2 separate regions of the Anas platyrhynchos genome follow, and region 1 is linked to region 2. A link is a contact called in public Hi-C data. All regions are on one chromosome and are shown on one strand. Each heading gives the region's core, a stretch centred on a gene start, on an enhancer-like site or on the middle of the called end of the contact. The rest is flanking DNA. Distances are from core to core; before and after follow the strand shown. Region 1 overlaps ADSL (adenylosuccinate lyase). Region 2 has its middle 13 kb from the start of MRTFA.

Evidence for each region. A called contact is a pair of places that touch in the nucleus more often than the background predicts.
Region 1: a contact with region 2 is called in a Hi-C map of subcutaneous adipose tissue, with 2.0 times the contacts expected there. The contact joins two enhancer-like sites. A contact is called at or near these places in 3 of 8 Hi-C or Micro-C datasets (skeletal muscle and subcutaneous adipose tissue).

The regions. Positions count from the first base shown.
Region 1 is chr1:53,354,977-53,362,372 of IASCAAS_PekinDuck_T2T, reverse strand. ADSL (adenylosuccinate lyase) reads left to right here. Exons shown (of 13, transcript NM_001310389.1): 7 at 219-309; 8 at 5,687-5,756; 9 at 6,701-6,848. It also overlaps LOC106020099. Among named protein-coding and RNA genes, the nearest start is that of SGSM3, 9.8 kb to the right of the region's middle. Within about 2 kb of position 2,517, at least 1 of the 8 cell types and tissues checked has an H3K27ac peak or open chromatin away from gene starts, as enhancers often do.
Region 2 is chr1:53,221,341-53,228,566 of IASCAAS_PekinDuck_T2T, reverse strand. No RefSeq gene overlaps it. Among named protein-coding and RNA genes, the nearest start is that of MRTFA, 13 kb to the left of the region's middle. Within about 2 kb of position 3,531, at least 2 of the 8 cell types and tissues checked have an H3K27ac peak or open chromatin away from gene starts, as enhancers often do.

The sequences.
Region 1 (7,396 bases), core at 1,268-3,767, 130 kb before region 2:
GGCTGTCTCCCTGTCCAAGCACAGCTGTCTGTTTTTCCTCTGCTCTCTCTCTCTCCTCGTGCATGCTGCTCCAAGAAATCGATGGCCTGAATCCAAACTTGGTATCGGGACAGGTTGACAGTGCTGTCACCCACTTCAAAAGCCATTGTCACTCCTTGCTCAAAGTCTTGTAATAGGGTTTAATGTCCAGAACACTCAACTTCTGTGCTCATTTCTAGATCGTACATGGTCACGGGGCAGACCTACAGTCGCAAGGTGGATATTGACATCCTCTCTGTACTGGCCAGCCTGGGAGCATCTGTACACAAGGTGAGCCCCCTACCTGTACACACCAGGAAGAAGTGCAAGAGAAGGTGCCTGTGGGGATAAATGCTTTCCTCAGGAAATATGAGCTGTTTGGCTGTTCTCTTTGTGATCATGTAAATTCACCACTGGGTTCATGCGTAGACATCAGACTTCAAAGATCTTAAGACCAGTGTTAAGGGGAAAAAAAAAAGTTTACTGAGCAGATTTCAAGTTGGATTAACAACTCCCATGCCAGATATTAGTATAATCTTTGCTAAATCGATCCAAATAGAGTAAATGTCTTTCTTAGTGGTATATGAGTTTTTAAATTTCACTGCTTGCTCCCCATTAATTGCTTCTCTTGTAATGGTGTTATTCTGCCTGTCCCTGTTGTTATAAATTCCGAGTCAATTTAGCTTTATAAGGTTTATTTATGGGGTCAATAAAAGGCAAGTAAACAGCGTTAGGTGTGCGGGGAGTCTGGGCTCCTCCAACACACACACACACGCACATGTTACAGTAAGTGGCTGGTTTTTATGCTCCTAGGCTAATACATATTCATTACTACTTCTAGAAAAGGCAGAGTTATTATGATTAGTTCCCAAAATCCAAACCCTCCCACTGACGCATGCTTATCAGTCTCCAGTGGTCCCTCTGGTGGTCTCTCGTGCTGAAGGCTCGTAGTCTTCCTCCCAGGCTTTTTCGTTGTCCTTTTCCTTTGTCCATCTTGGCCAGATGTCAGAGACTTGCGTAGTGTCCCATGCAATAGTCACAATAGTTAGCAGTTATTCTGAGCCCCCCCCCCAGATATCAGAGACTCCAGGTTTACCCTTCAAGCCCTCCATTGATATGAATTGCTGAAACATTCCTAACAATCCCTCATCTTCTTTTTAATATTCGCAATTCATATCTATTCTTCAACTTTCGCCAGTAACAACTGCATTTCATCAGTCGGTTCTTGGGGGTTCCGTTGCTTAAGCATCATTATTGACATGTCACCTTTCTTCCCTACCGAAGTCATCACAAATCGGTTACTATTTATTATTCGGCGTATCAATAATGTAAAGCAAGGTATCATACAAGGTATAAATAATAACATCATTACACCACATAAAAATAAAAATAGCATCTGTTTAACCCATGGTCTACCGGGCAGCCAGGAAAACAAATCCCAATCCATACCCTTCCAAGTTTGTACTGGGACGTGGGCTAATTTCCTAATTTCCTTTGTTATCTGTTTAACCACTTTTCCGTTGTCATCAATTTGTAAACAACAATTAGAATCGTTCAGCTTTCCACACGCTCCCCCGTCCTCTGCTAGTAAATAGTCTAAAACCATTCTGTGTTGAAAGATAGCATTCCTCAGCTGGGTGAATCGATCAGTCAAAAGACCCAAATCCGTCGTTGTTTGACTGGTTATAATTTCGAGGGCAGTTTGCAACCTAATTATTCGATTTAAATTATAAATAGGTTCTTGGGCCCCAGATACTACCTCGTTCGGGTTCCAGGTAGCTGGTCCATAATGCTGTATGATTCTTTCAGGAGGCCATTCATTCTCTCCCCATTTTTGGGCACTACCCCCGGCTAAGGAAGCATCAGTAGATCGTATCTCTCTATTCACATCATCATATAATGTTACTTGTAAATGATTTCCTTGTATTTGTGACAATAGAAAGAACAAGGGTCTTATGTACCCCACATAGCATATTCCTGACCAGTTTTTGGGTAGCCTCTTGTAGGCATATTTGCCACACACCCAGTAATGTCCCTTTAGGGCCCACGTCCCATTTGGAAAAGGACCATCCCATCCTTCTTTATTCTTTGGAGCGTGAAAATACAGAGTGTTCTTGTCACCGAGTGGTCCTGTTACAACGTCTGCCCCCTTTTTACTTGTATATGTACACCTCCAAGCTCCCGCATCGGATTCCCACTTACAATTACAATCAAGTTTTCCTTGGTGGCCTGTCATATTATGAGCTGACCAGAAATGCTTAAAGAACACTCGTCTCCCATTCTCATCTTGCCACCTCCAGCGGTAGACCCTTACCACGTGCTGTTCCCTAGTGGTGTTATCATGCTGACAGCTCAAGATCTGACTGTCAAATTGTCCCTCAGCTTGTGCTCTTTCTGTGGTTTCACATCCAGATCCAAAAAACTCCCTATATGAGCATTTCAGCCAAGTCCCGTTTCTCAGCTGGACATGTGTGGTGTTCCATTGCCCACTACGTGCTGTACAGTTTATGGGTCTACATTCAGGATCAGCACAATCATATCCGGGAGACAGTGTCCAATTACAAGTGCTTTTTCCTACCGCTACCGTTCCTGTTCTGTTTAGGCAGTACATACCCCGATCTGACGAGTGCAATTGCCACGGGCCTCCTTCCTCTTTCCAAAACTGTGTCCCATTATGAACTTCACTCAAATTACTAACCCACCACTTGGGTTCGACCGGGCCAGCTACCCAGGGCCAACTTTCATCCCACCCCGGTCCTCCACAAACCCAGCAGTTACTCAGGTTAAAGGCCTTGGCCACTTCCTCCCCCAGAATGAAAAAGTTATTCCTCCGTTCTTGCCCATGGCTCAGTTGCCCCTGTAAAAATAATACCAGGATGTATAGCATTGCTTATCCTTCTGCGCCGTCCAGTCTTGAGGGTGTGGGAAGAGCCTTCACTCGAGGGGCTGGGCCCGGTCTCAGGGTTGATGTGGGCCTGTGGTACCGTTCAGGCTTTCGGGGTGATCCAGCTCCTGGAAAGCTAATCACAGTTTTATATGGGTTTAAAAAAAAGGTTCTTATGTTATTTTTTTTTTCCTCCTTTTTGGATTTCTCTGACAGCAGCCACAAAGATTTTTGCTTTGGCTTTCTGTCTTTCTTCATCACGCCTCACAAAGATGTTTTGAGCCTCTCATAACAATTCCTCCAAGCCCCTGTCTTGCCAGTTATCCAGTTTCTCTATCTTTTTTCGTATGTCCTCCCATGATTTTGCCACAGAGTTTTCAGTAGCACCCCCCCACGGGTGAATCTGGATCCAGGCCAGAGTACACTAGGAGGCTTTTTCTTAACCTTCCTAGCCACTCCTCTCTTTTTTTGGTGTTCGTTAAAAGCTTTATTAATATTCTGTCCCCTTGGTATTGCCTCCTTGATGCCTTGATTTATTATAGCTCTAAGATCTCTCATGTCCTGTTGCCCTGCTGCCGTTTGGTGGTCCCAGTTAGGGTCCACGTTTGGCCATTTTGTATCCCTGGGCAGTCCAGCTTGATTTTGTCGTTCCCATATTCTCATTCCCACTTGTCTAATCGTCCCCCTTTCCTCTGTGGTGAAGAGGATCCCCAAAATCGACTGCGTTTCTTCCCACCTATACGTCTTAGGTCCCAGGAATTGATCTAATCTCTCTGTGGCCCCTCAAGGATCATTCAATAAACTACCCATTTCTTTTTAAAAATTTCTCACATCTGATGTATTGAGGGGCACAGTCACAAGCCTGTTCCTCCCTGGTTACCTCCCCAGGGTACCCCCAGCAATGGGTATAAACCCCTCTGCTCCTCAGCCCCTTCCTGCTCCCTTTCCCTGTTTCTCTGTTGCCTCCTTGTCCTTTGGGCAGGTGGGGTTGGGTTAGGGGGTCGGTGCAGTTGGGGAAGGTGGGTTATATGGAGGAGGCAAATTATCAAGGGGCTCCCACTCCTTATCTTCTTCATCCTCCTTTTATGCAATTAAATTAAATATACAAGTGGTGGGTGATTCTGTTAGTCTTAACCAGGCTGCAGCACACTTGCTCTCTTCCAGATCCACAGGTGTTCTGCTATTCACGTGAATATTCAATGCCTGATAAACCCAGTCCTCCATGGACCCAAACATCAGCCAGGATACGTGGGGTCTTAAGGGTTCTTTTGGCCATTTAACCATACAAAATCAAATCCTTCTTGCCTTATCCTTATGTTTAGTGCTTCTAAAATTATCCCAATATCTTAACATTAGCCCTAAGGGACTATCTGGTAGAATATCTGGTAATTTTTCCCCCTTTTTAAACCAGAGGCCCCTCCTCGAACCTCCCGAGTCTGAGGATCTGCTTTGTCCCTGACCCATTCCTGGAACTTCTTTTTATACAAAAAAAAGTTCAGAAACTCCTGGCTGTGCCTGTATCTAAAGGTGTCTGGTGAGTGTTATCTCACCCACGAATACCTGGAACAAACACTTCAGTCAGAAGGCCTCCACATGCTTCAGAACTGAGTCCCATCTCAATCACACCCCGACACACCATCACACGGCCAGACCCAGCGGCGTACTCACCAAACGATAAATCTTCGTTCGGATCTTCGTGCACAGAGTTACGGCTGTAAACCAGAGGAGGGGAGAGCTCTTTGTTCCTCACTTGCCTCTTCTGTTCGTAATCCAGCTGGGCTCCCTACTGCCCTTGGAAAAGGGCCACAACGAAACAAGGGTGGGGGACGCCTCCCTTAGGCGTTCGCAGCCTCGGGACCAAGAGGATCACGTCAGGGTCACCAAATTGTTATAAATTCCGGGTCAGTTTAGCTTTATAAGATTTACTGGTGGGTGCGCAGGGAGTCTGGGCTCCTCCAACACACACACACACGTTACATCAGGCAGCTGGTTTTTATGCTCCTAGGCTAATACATATTCATCACTACTTCTAGAAAAGGCAGGGTTATTATAATTAGTTCCCGAAACCCAAACCCTCCCACTGGCGCAGGCATATCACTCTCTGGTGGTCCCTCTGGGGGTCTCACGTGCTGAAGGCTCATAATCTTCCTCCCAGGCTTTTTTCCTTGTCCTTCGCTTTTGTCCATCTTGGCCGGGTGTCAGAGACTTGCTTAGTGTCCCACGCACTAGTCACAATAGTTAGCAGTTATTCTGAACCCCCCCAGATACCAGAGACTCCAGGTTTACCCTTCAAGCCCTCTATTGCCACGAATCGCTGAAACATTCCTTACACTGTGGATTCTTTTCATTGATTTATCTCTCTTTCCTCCCACCTCTTTCTCTTGGGCTAAAGTGATCTGTGGTATGTTTTTCTGTTTCAGTTTTGTAAGCTGGCTGGTTCAGTGAGCACACGTTATCTGTATTTGCAAGCCGCTGTACTTTTGTTATGGTTTTTCAGTGTTCCCTCCTGGTATCTTTTAACATTCCCTGAAAAGCTTTGCCCTTCTTGGAGTCCTGTTGTATTCTAATACAGTGGACACCCTCTTTTAATTATGCTTTCTTGACTGTGGGATTTATAGGCCAGGAGCTGTGGTTGTAGTGTCAATTTTTTTCTCAAATTTTCACTGCCTCCTCAGTTGTCTTCTTGGACACCATTGTAAATGATTCTTCACAAACGCTGACAGGAGATATACTGGTGAGTGTTGGTTTGGTTCTGTTTGTTAATTTCTTGGGCTTTTTTTCTAGATTTGTACCGACATTCGTCTTTTGGCCAACCTGAAGGAGATAGAGGAGCCTTTTGAGAAGGACCAGATTGGTAAGGGACTATAGCCATTTCTGGGACTGGCATATGGACCCTTTGACTTATGCTGGTGCAGCAATTTAAGCAAGCTTAGAAATGTGACTGGCAGAAGTTGCTTTAAATTAACTGGGGTGTGAGGTAAAGGTTTCTGGATATTAAGTAATGAATTTAATTTTAATATTTGTATTCATGCACTTCCTGGGTTGAGGGAGAGCAGAAGCAGTTATGTATTCTGCATTCACTGCAGAAGATGCCCTGGGTCTGAGGAGAACACGTTGTTTTCCATTCCTTAAGAACTTAACTAGAGCTGTAGGTTTCCTGGTTGACTCAGCATTTTGGTGTTTGTAAACAGACAAGTTTGGAACAATAAAACTGGACTGGACACTTGCCAGAAAAATGCCAGTGACATGACTCTGATGTTGGTAAAAGGGGAGGAGGGAATGTCAAGTTTTAGACCTTGGAGCCCAGGCACCCTAAATAGTTGCATAGGATTGAGTCAGCAGTTCAGGCCGTAGCCCTGTCTGTTACTTGAACCATTCTGCATTACGTGATTGGTTTTAAAGTACATTTCAACATGAAGCAGAAGGAAGCAGTGTATCTGACTTGGAAGAAGAGCGTTACAGGGGTCGTGAACACTGCTAGTGTTGCCATGGGTAGCTTAGAGAGATGGTGCTAAATGCTGCACTAGAAATAACGTCCATTTGTTCCTGTTCTGTGGTAGTACGTACGCTGTTTTGCAGAATGGCAAAATGTCTTCTCACTTTTTTTTTCCCCCCACATTTGGATGTTTCTGATCAATCTGAAGAAGTGCGATGTTGTCATTTTCTTTACTGCATTTAGAAAACCATCATGTTCTGAGGCTTTAGTCAAAATTTGATTCCTGACGCACTTCTCTTATCTGGAGGAGGCCCTGCACCTTCCTGAGCGTGCTATTTCCACCACTCTCTCTCCTTTCACAGGTTCAAGTGCAATGCCTTACAAGAGGAACCCGATGCGTTCAGAACGGTGCTGCAGCCTGGCTCGACACCTGATGACTCTGATCATGGATCCCCTCCAAACAGCTTCTGTGCAGTGGTTCGAGCGAACGCTGGACGACAGTGCCAACAGGTTTGTTCACACCGTGCAACGCAGCAATTCTGGAAGGTCTTGTGCAAGAAGGCCCTTTGATGTATTGAGGAAAGACTATTTTTAAACTAAAACCACAAGTTACCACCTTGATGAAAAGCAGTCTCAATAGAAGTTAGAGACTTGCAGACTGGTTTCCTCTGAAAGACCAGATGAAAAATGTTAGTTTTCTGTAACCGTCAAGACCTTTTGCAAAGCAAAGCAGCAGAGAGAGGAGGGATGCAGGAAACATAGGTAATGAATTGCTCTTATAGTTTTCTGGTTTCAAAAGCATAGTGTTGTAGCATAGCAGCTCTCACATTTCTCAGATTGGTTTTTTCTTCCTGTTTTGAACATCATTTTTGACCCTACGCTTCTTCACTTTTAACACTGAATAATTCAATATTTTATCTGTAAACCCTTCACCCTCTGGCAAATCTGAAGACATTTATTTTCATCTCTCTGTAAAGTGTTGCTCCATACAAGAAGCAATTTCGATCCCAAAGAGCACAAACCATTACTAAGTGATGTTTCATAAAAACCTGTGCAGG
Region 2 (7,226 bases), core at 2,282-4,781:
AAAAGAAAACAAAGCCTGACAAAGTCCCTCTGCTATCTTCCAGCTGCTCTGAGGGGCTTTGACTGCCCAAAGTTGTGCCAAGCGACTTTCTCTCCCTTCTGCCAGAGCCTGTGCACAGCTCTGGGTTTCCAGATCCCTGGGAATAGCATTTCTTGGATGAAACCTGCCTTTGCTGGAGTTTGGCAGGCACAGTGGGTCCTGCTAAAACTGCTGCCAGGAGGAGCTGAGCATTAACACTTAAACCTTAAAGAGGGGGAGAAAAGGAGAAAGGGAGCAGGGAAACAGTGGCATGATGAAGGGGAGAAGCAGGAGAGCAGCAAGCCAGGCTGCCAGTGCCCGGAGCAGGACTTCCAAGGGACATCGTGGGCTGTCCCCTGCTGCCATGCCCTGCACAGCACCTCCACTTCCCTCCTAGAAGGATATGGCAGCACCAGGGGGCCCAGCTTGTTCTCACCGAGCACCGTGGCTGAGGGCTGTCGTCTTTGGTTTTGTGCCACATCACCTTGCTGCGGTTGTCAAGGGACAGTGAAGCTGCTCATGGGGGAATGGACTGGTGAGGGGATGGATAAGCACAGGACTTCTGTGAAGGTTTGATCACCAGGTCATGATGCCGGCAGATATTTTATGATGTGTGGGACCTGTAAAAGTCCCTCTTGTGCAAACAGAGCGAAGGAAAATCCCTGCGGGTGCAGGCTGGCGTGGGCAGGAATAACAGTGAGCTCTCACACCCATCAGCCACCACTCACACACGCTCAGGATGAAGAGTAAGGCTGCTGGTAGCCCCTCGTGGACGTGGCCTTTATGGGAGTTAAGGAACAGGGCAGCTTCAACCTGGCCGCAGGAGGGGGCTCTCCCGTTCCCGCAATCCCACGCTTAGGAAATTAATTTAGCAATTGACTGCTCCCAAACACCTTCCCATGGGAACAAACATGTCGAGATTTCTTTCCTCTGATATCATTCGGGAACCTCACAGGGGACAGAGCTCCACCCAAGATGCCCTGAAGGCGTTTTATGAAACCCTGGCCACGCATAAGTCCTTAGCGTAAAGGAGAACGTGCAGGGGCCCAGGGGGCTGCTCCTCCGTGCCTCTGTGCACTTACAGGGACATAGCGAGTGATGTAATTAGGGATATTTCAATCACCCAGCATGAACCTTGCAGCAGTTATCTACGTGTGCTGCTTAGCTACAAGGGCGGCAACCTTGCCGTCTGATTTCAACCCAGAGACCTGCCTAGGAAGGGATCCAGAACAAGAGCTCCTTGTTTTGACTGAAAGTATGTTCAAGTTGCACTCCAGAAGACCCGCTTCAGAATCAGATTAAACCTGGAAAAAATCAACACTGATCCCACAACTTCCTTCCAGCAGCATCACGGAGTATGGTTGGAGCCATCTGGTATTTTTCACCCAACAGCCTGAATTTCACCAGCCCAGCTGTCAGTCTGGATGAGAGTCCCAGGTCATAGGATGGTTTGGGTTGGAAGGGACCTTCAAAACCACCTGGTTCCAACCCCCTGCCATGGGCAGGGACACCTCCCACCAGACCATGTTGCCCAAAGCTGCATCCAGCCTGGCCTTGAACACCTCCAGGGATGGGGCATCCACAACTACTTCATTTTTGTGTTTTAGAAGAAGCTGGAAATTTACTTTCCTTTTGCTTTCTGACGTGTGTGAAGGTTCAGAAGCCAACCACCAACCATATACTGAATTTTTCTAGTTTCTGGCTTTGCCCCCACCGTTGGGGTCAAGCATGGAAGGAGGCAGAGGAGGAGATGATGCCTGGCCCTAGAGACCGCAAGGAGATGGAAGCTGCTCACATGAGTGTGCAGAAACCAGTCCAGGCTCACCCGCTGGCCTCCTGGCAGGGCCCTTCCTCTCCTTCTTGAGTGCATCTTCCCCGCGGGCCAGGACCTCCCCGCCACACATCCCGCTTGGCTCGTGAAAGACCGATGTGACTCCCTTGAGCACTGCGATCGTCCAGATAAGGCAGACCACAAGCAAAATGCCAAAGTATTTTTAGCTCGCATCCTATTTTTTGCTCTGTCCACGACGAACGAGGACAAGGGGGAAGATTCCTCATTCCCCACCAGATTACAAATCCTCTGCTGAGAAGCGAAGCCAACTGACTCCCCTGGCCCCAACCTCACAACTTGAGTGAAAAGCGGGGAGGAAAAACCAACCCCGTCTTGCACAGACCCCCCTGCCATTGAGAAGGAAACTATTTTTCCTCTGTTTGCATTTTATCTCCTTTTCTGTGTGCTGCTAATTGTATCTGATTGACACAAGGGGAAACAAACCCAGGAGCTTTGGGTTCACATCTGAAAGCATTTAAAGCTCAAGGCTGCCACCACCTAGCGTGGCAAAAAGGGGTTGTGCAGCGAGGGCAGGAAGAGGGGGGGAGCCTTGGCTTCCTTTTCTGTTTGCAGATTTTTAAATGAAGGATACTGGAGAGCACAATAATAAAGCACTGGCCCTGCAGAGGCTGCCATCCTTTCTGCCAGATCTGCTCTCAGTGGAAGAGCTGGTGAGCAGATCTCCTTCAGCAAACCCTTTCCGGGATGAATGATGGGAAGGGATTCCACTACCAAAACGAGCCGTGGGCAAGCTCAAACCATACTACTCCCCATTCCTCGCACTGCACGGCTCCATCCCGCAGCAGCCACCGCTGCAAGGACGGACAGAAAGCACAAATTCATCCCAGGAGGCTGCCTCACCCGGGGGACAGTCCTCAGGAGGAAGGCAGCTTCTGTGGTCCCCTGGGCTTTTGTGTCATTTCACATGTTATGGGAAGAGTGAGGTTGCAACAGGGAGATAAAAGGCTGTCTGATCATGTAAAAAAAAAATATTAAAACCCTAAACCTTTTGTACATTACCTGCTGTAATCTGGTGAATCTCAAAAGCAGAGAACTGCAGGATCAAAGTGGTTTTTGATTCCTGGTCACAAGGCAAACCTAGGAGAAATAAGCCTGAGGAAAGGAAGAGAAGTGTTTTGTATGCAAGGAGTCGCTCTAAGGCTTAGGACTGCATGGGCACGTGCACAAGGGAAGATGATGAGAAAAATCCATCAAATTAGTTTTCTCCCATCAGCATTCATGAAAGGCAGCACTTTCTAACAGCTTGACACCAGCACGCCACCGTCAGTCCTCAAGGACGTTAGAAGAAGGAGAAACTTTCAGACAACAGAGGGAAAGGTGGGATTTTTTGTACAAAAGGGCAACTCCGTGCCTCTTGATGTGCCACCACTGAGCTGAGCTAAGGGGACACTTATGTGGGGCCCCACTGCATCTCTAATCCACCCAGGCAGGCTGAAATCTCCTATCAATCACAGACTTAGACCCGCGTGGCCAAGCCAAGAATCTTAAAGCGACAATTTGCAGCAAGGAAGCCACGGGGAAGCCCGCCAAAGCGCTCAGCATTTGTCTCTCGTTCCACATAAATCTCACCGCGAAGAAAACTGCGTGCTCCATATCTGGACGTGAGGGTACAGCAGAGATTAGCTGCTGCTAAGAATAAAAGCAGCACCCGCAGGGCGGGCAGCTGGGTGACAAGCGCTGAGGATCGCAGCTCTGCTGGTGTAAGCGGATCCCCGGGTGAGCTCAGACAGACGGGGTTTCCTCCGATACGCTGGGGCTGATCCACAGCACCCAAACACGCAGGTGTGGATTCGAGGACTATTGTGTGTAGATGCCTCCAAGTCCAGCATCTGTGCACCCAGCATTGCAGGTTGATCTCGAAACACTGTGAGGGTTTTCCCACTGTTAAAACCTGATGCTGACACCTTTTAACTCACTGCACATCTGGGAGCATCTGGTAAAGATCTCTTGCCCTCTCCATCACTTGTACATCTCCAGCGCTGCTGGTGGTGGTGGCAGACTGTTATCTCGTTGAGCTTTCTGCTCTAGACCACCCCAAGTTACTGCTCGTCCCTCCTCCTGCAATAACGGGGTCTGCTGTGGGTTGGACCCTGCAAACACCGCAGCTTTATTTGTGTGACTGACCTGACCCCTCTCCATACCACGGAAACGTGCTTTGATGCCCTGAAAGCAAGAGAGGCTTCTGCTCGGAGTGACAGCAGCTGCAGGAAACAGAGAGCTTCGTTAGGCAAAGGGCAGCCCCCCTTAAGTGCAAAGCAGCCCTCGGAGACAGAGAGTTCAGCCTTTTGGATGAGGTAGTTAAATAACTCTGAGAACATAACTGGTTTTATACATCCTGTCTCCCCATCCAACTGTGCTTTAAATCATATCGATTAAAAAAAAAAAAAAGGCATAAAACCCAACACATGAGCGATGCTAGCTCCCCAGGTCCCACACCTCCTGCCGTGCACTTAGTGGTTGGGAAATGGGAGCATCGATGGCCATCGCCGCATTTTTCAGCTGACCCCATGGCCTGAGTATCCCTGTCTTGCAGGTTCACCTGCTTTTCTAGGGATGGATCACGTTTGCCTGCCTTTACTGCAGGAGCAGGGTCAGCACTCCCCTTCTCCTTCCTCAGCAGACGAGCACGGAGATGCGCAATGGAAAGATTAATCTGTACCAGCAGCTTTGTCCAAAAGGAATGGAGCGTGCTGCGCTGCAGGCTAAGCTCATTTTTCCTCCCACAGGATGGATGTCAGCTTTCAGGTTTTAATAACTTTCTTTGGTTTAGCCAGCTAACTGTGCAGAGGAACGAATCCCTCCCGCAGCACAGCGCAGCCAGCTCAGAAACAGACAAAACCATTTAGCAGCGCTCAGCAATTCACCGATGCTATTTAGGATGAAGAGCAGACATTACACGTTATCAGCTCCTAACCTCTGTGCTGGGAATCAATAGTTAAGAGAGAGAAGGCCTGTAAGAACTAGCAGGTCACACGTCCTCCTGGGTTGCAACTATTAAGTAGCATTAAAAGAAGCTGAAACGTGTTAAACGCCATCCTACTATTATTTGTACAGGCAAACAATCAATGTAATGATAAGAGGAAGGGTCTAGAATATAAATAGGAGTAAAATTTATCCTGGACATCACAGATAGCTGAGGAGCCACTTGTTTTGCGATCTTGTCTTTTTGGGCTAGGTGCAGAAAGGAAGGGATGGGGATTAAATTTAAATCCCCTAAATTAAGCCAAAAAAGAATGATAATTACCCGTGTTGGCTGCGACAGATTTTGCTGCTGTCCTTCGTTAATGATCCCCCCCTTCTTCATTCCCTCAAAAACAGCATTAAAAAAAAAAAAGTTTGTTTTTCACTTCGAGATGAAGATATTTTATGCTCTCCAAAAGCAAACGGACAACATTTTTGGCTGGAACACGCAGTCAGCCGCTGGACACACGAGGGAAATGCAGGCGCTGGCAGCAGCCGGCCCTGCCTCGAGGCTTTCACTGCAAGCACTCGAGCTCACAGCTCCCCGTGCCACAACACACTCCTGTCACAGTGCATGCCTGAACTGTGTCAATTGAGTCACTTCTGTCTAAAGAATGTTTGTTATTTAAAACTGTAAAAACTGTAGAATTATTATATTTCAGCTTTGCTTCTGGATGGTATTTATCTGCCATGGGTGACTTAAGAACAAGAATTAGGAATAGCGTTGTGCGTAGCCTTCTCTAATAAATGATGCTTCTTTAATGTCAGTGATATTCACATATGCCTTTGAAGGCAGAAATAATTTTAGCAACTCTAACAGAAATGTCATCATCTGTTCAATCTACGCCTGAGAAAACTTCAGCGAAGGTACCACCTGTCACATGAACTTTTACCTGTGGGTTAAACAACTGAACAACCCCTCACCCATCTCTTGTTTGGCTCAGTCACAGGAGGTTAAGCAGGCTTTCAGTGAATTCAGCCTAATGTCCAAATACTACAGAATGCAGGAGCAAAAATGTTTTAAATACCACAGATCAGTCAAAAAAAAAAAAAAAAAAGAGATTGAAGACAATCCTGACTTCACTCACTCGTTTTCATCCCTTTATGAAACTTGCAGCGGGTCAGGAGAGATGAGCAGAGCTTAGTGCTAAATTTCTATTCCACATTTAATGGTTGCAAAGACACAGCAGAGGTCAGAATACCTCTCTATGCAGTTGGTTTGTACTTGGCTTTCTTGCAAAGGTGACAGATACTGTTTTATTCCTTTGAAACCACACTGTCTAGTAGGCAAATTTTTTTGGGCTAGGGACCAAGCAAGCATTTACTTTCTTCTTAGAAGTACAGCAATCAGAAAAATCATTCTGTATTTGTAGGACTTGCTGCTTCATTCCACACAGACCAAAAAAAGTCTGTGGGCACTGAGTTAAAGCTTCTAGCAGCCACGTAGATTTCAGCTAAAGTGGCATCAGAAACACTTGATGCATTTGCGTAAAGCAGACAGCCTTTCAGCTTCCTTGCAATTATTCTGAGAGCAAGAATTTCACTGATAGTATACAGTTATCAGAAGCCATACTGACAACTGAGAATTTCTTATTAAAAATAGAAAAACAGACTTCAATCTGGCTTTCCATAGGATAACTCATTTCAGTCAGCAGAATATTTTCACTGAAATTCTCAGGATTGTGATTGCTTCTTCTCCACCAGTGAGGTCTACATACTCTCATGAAATTTCATGTCATTTATCCAAGTTTAATTACGTCTCATTGTGCTTTTTCATACCACTAGATGTCACATGTAAATCCTATTTGGGCTGAAAAGCACCAAGCATTGCAGGAAGTCCATTTTTCTGGTGTACTTATGCTCCCAATACTTTGAAAAGCAAAAATCAGTTTAAAGGTTTATATTCTTGATCAAAAGATAGCTTTTTTTTCCCCCCACCTGTGGAAATACATACCAATTCCATAATTAGAATTGATCCAGTTGAGACAAAAAAGGTGCCGTTTAGCAGTTCAGCCATGCTGCATTCCTGCAGCACTTGATTCTCTCAGATGTTCTTTGTGTTAAACTGCCATGGAATTTCTCAATACTTCAAATATAAAACTGTACTTCAGAACAATCCTGCTGCAGATTTAATGACAGCGAGCAGGATTTATTTGGATTTTATGGCCAAGGACTACTGAACAAAACTATGCAAAAAGAACATATGCACTTATTTTAGCTGGGACAATAGTTACGACCTTTATGCTTTATGGTCAGGAAGGCATCTGGAAAGATTAGTGGAAGAACAATTAAATGGCATTTTTGAGAAGGCACACCGCTGATGAAGCACAGGGTACTGCTTCCTGCCTGCACGAGAACGTGGCATGAATTCACATACCCTCAACAAGGAACTGGA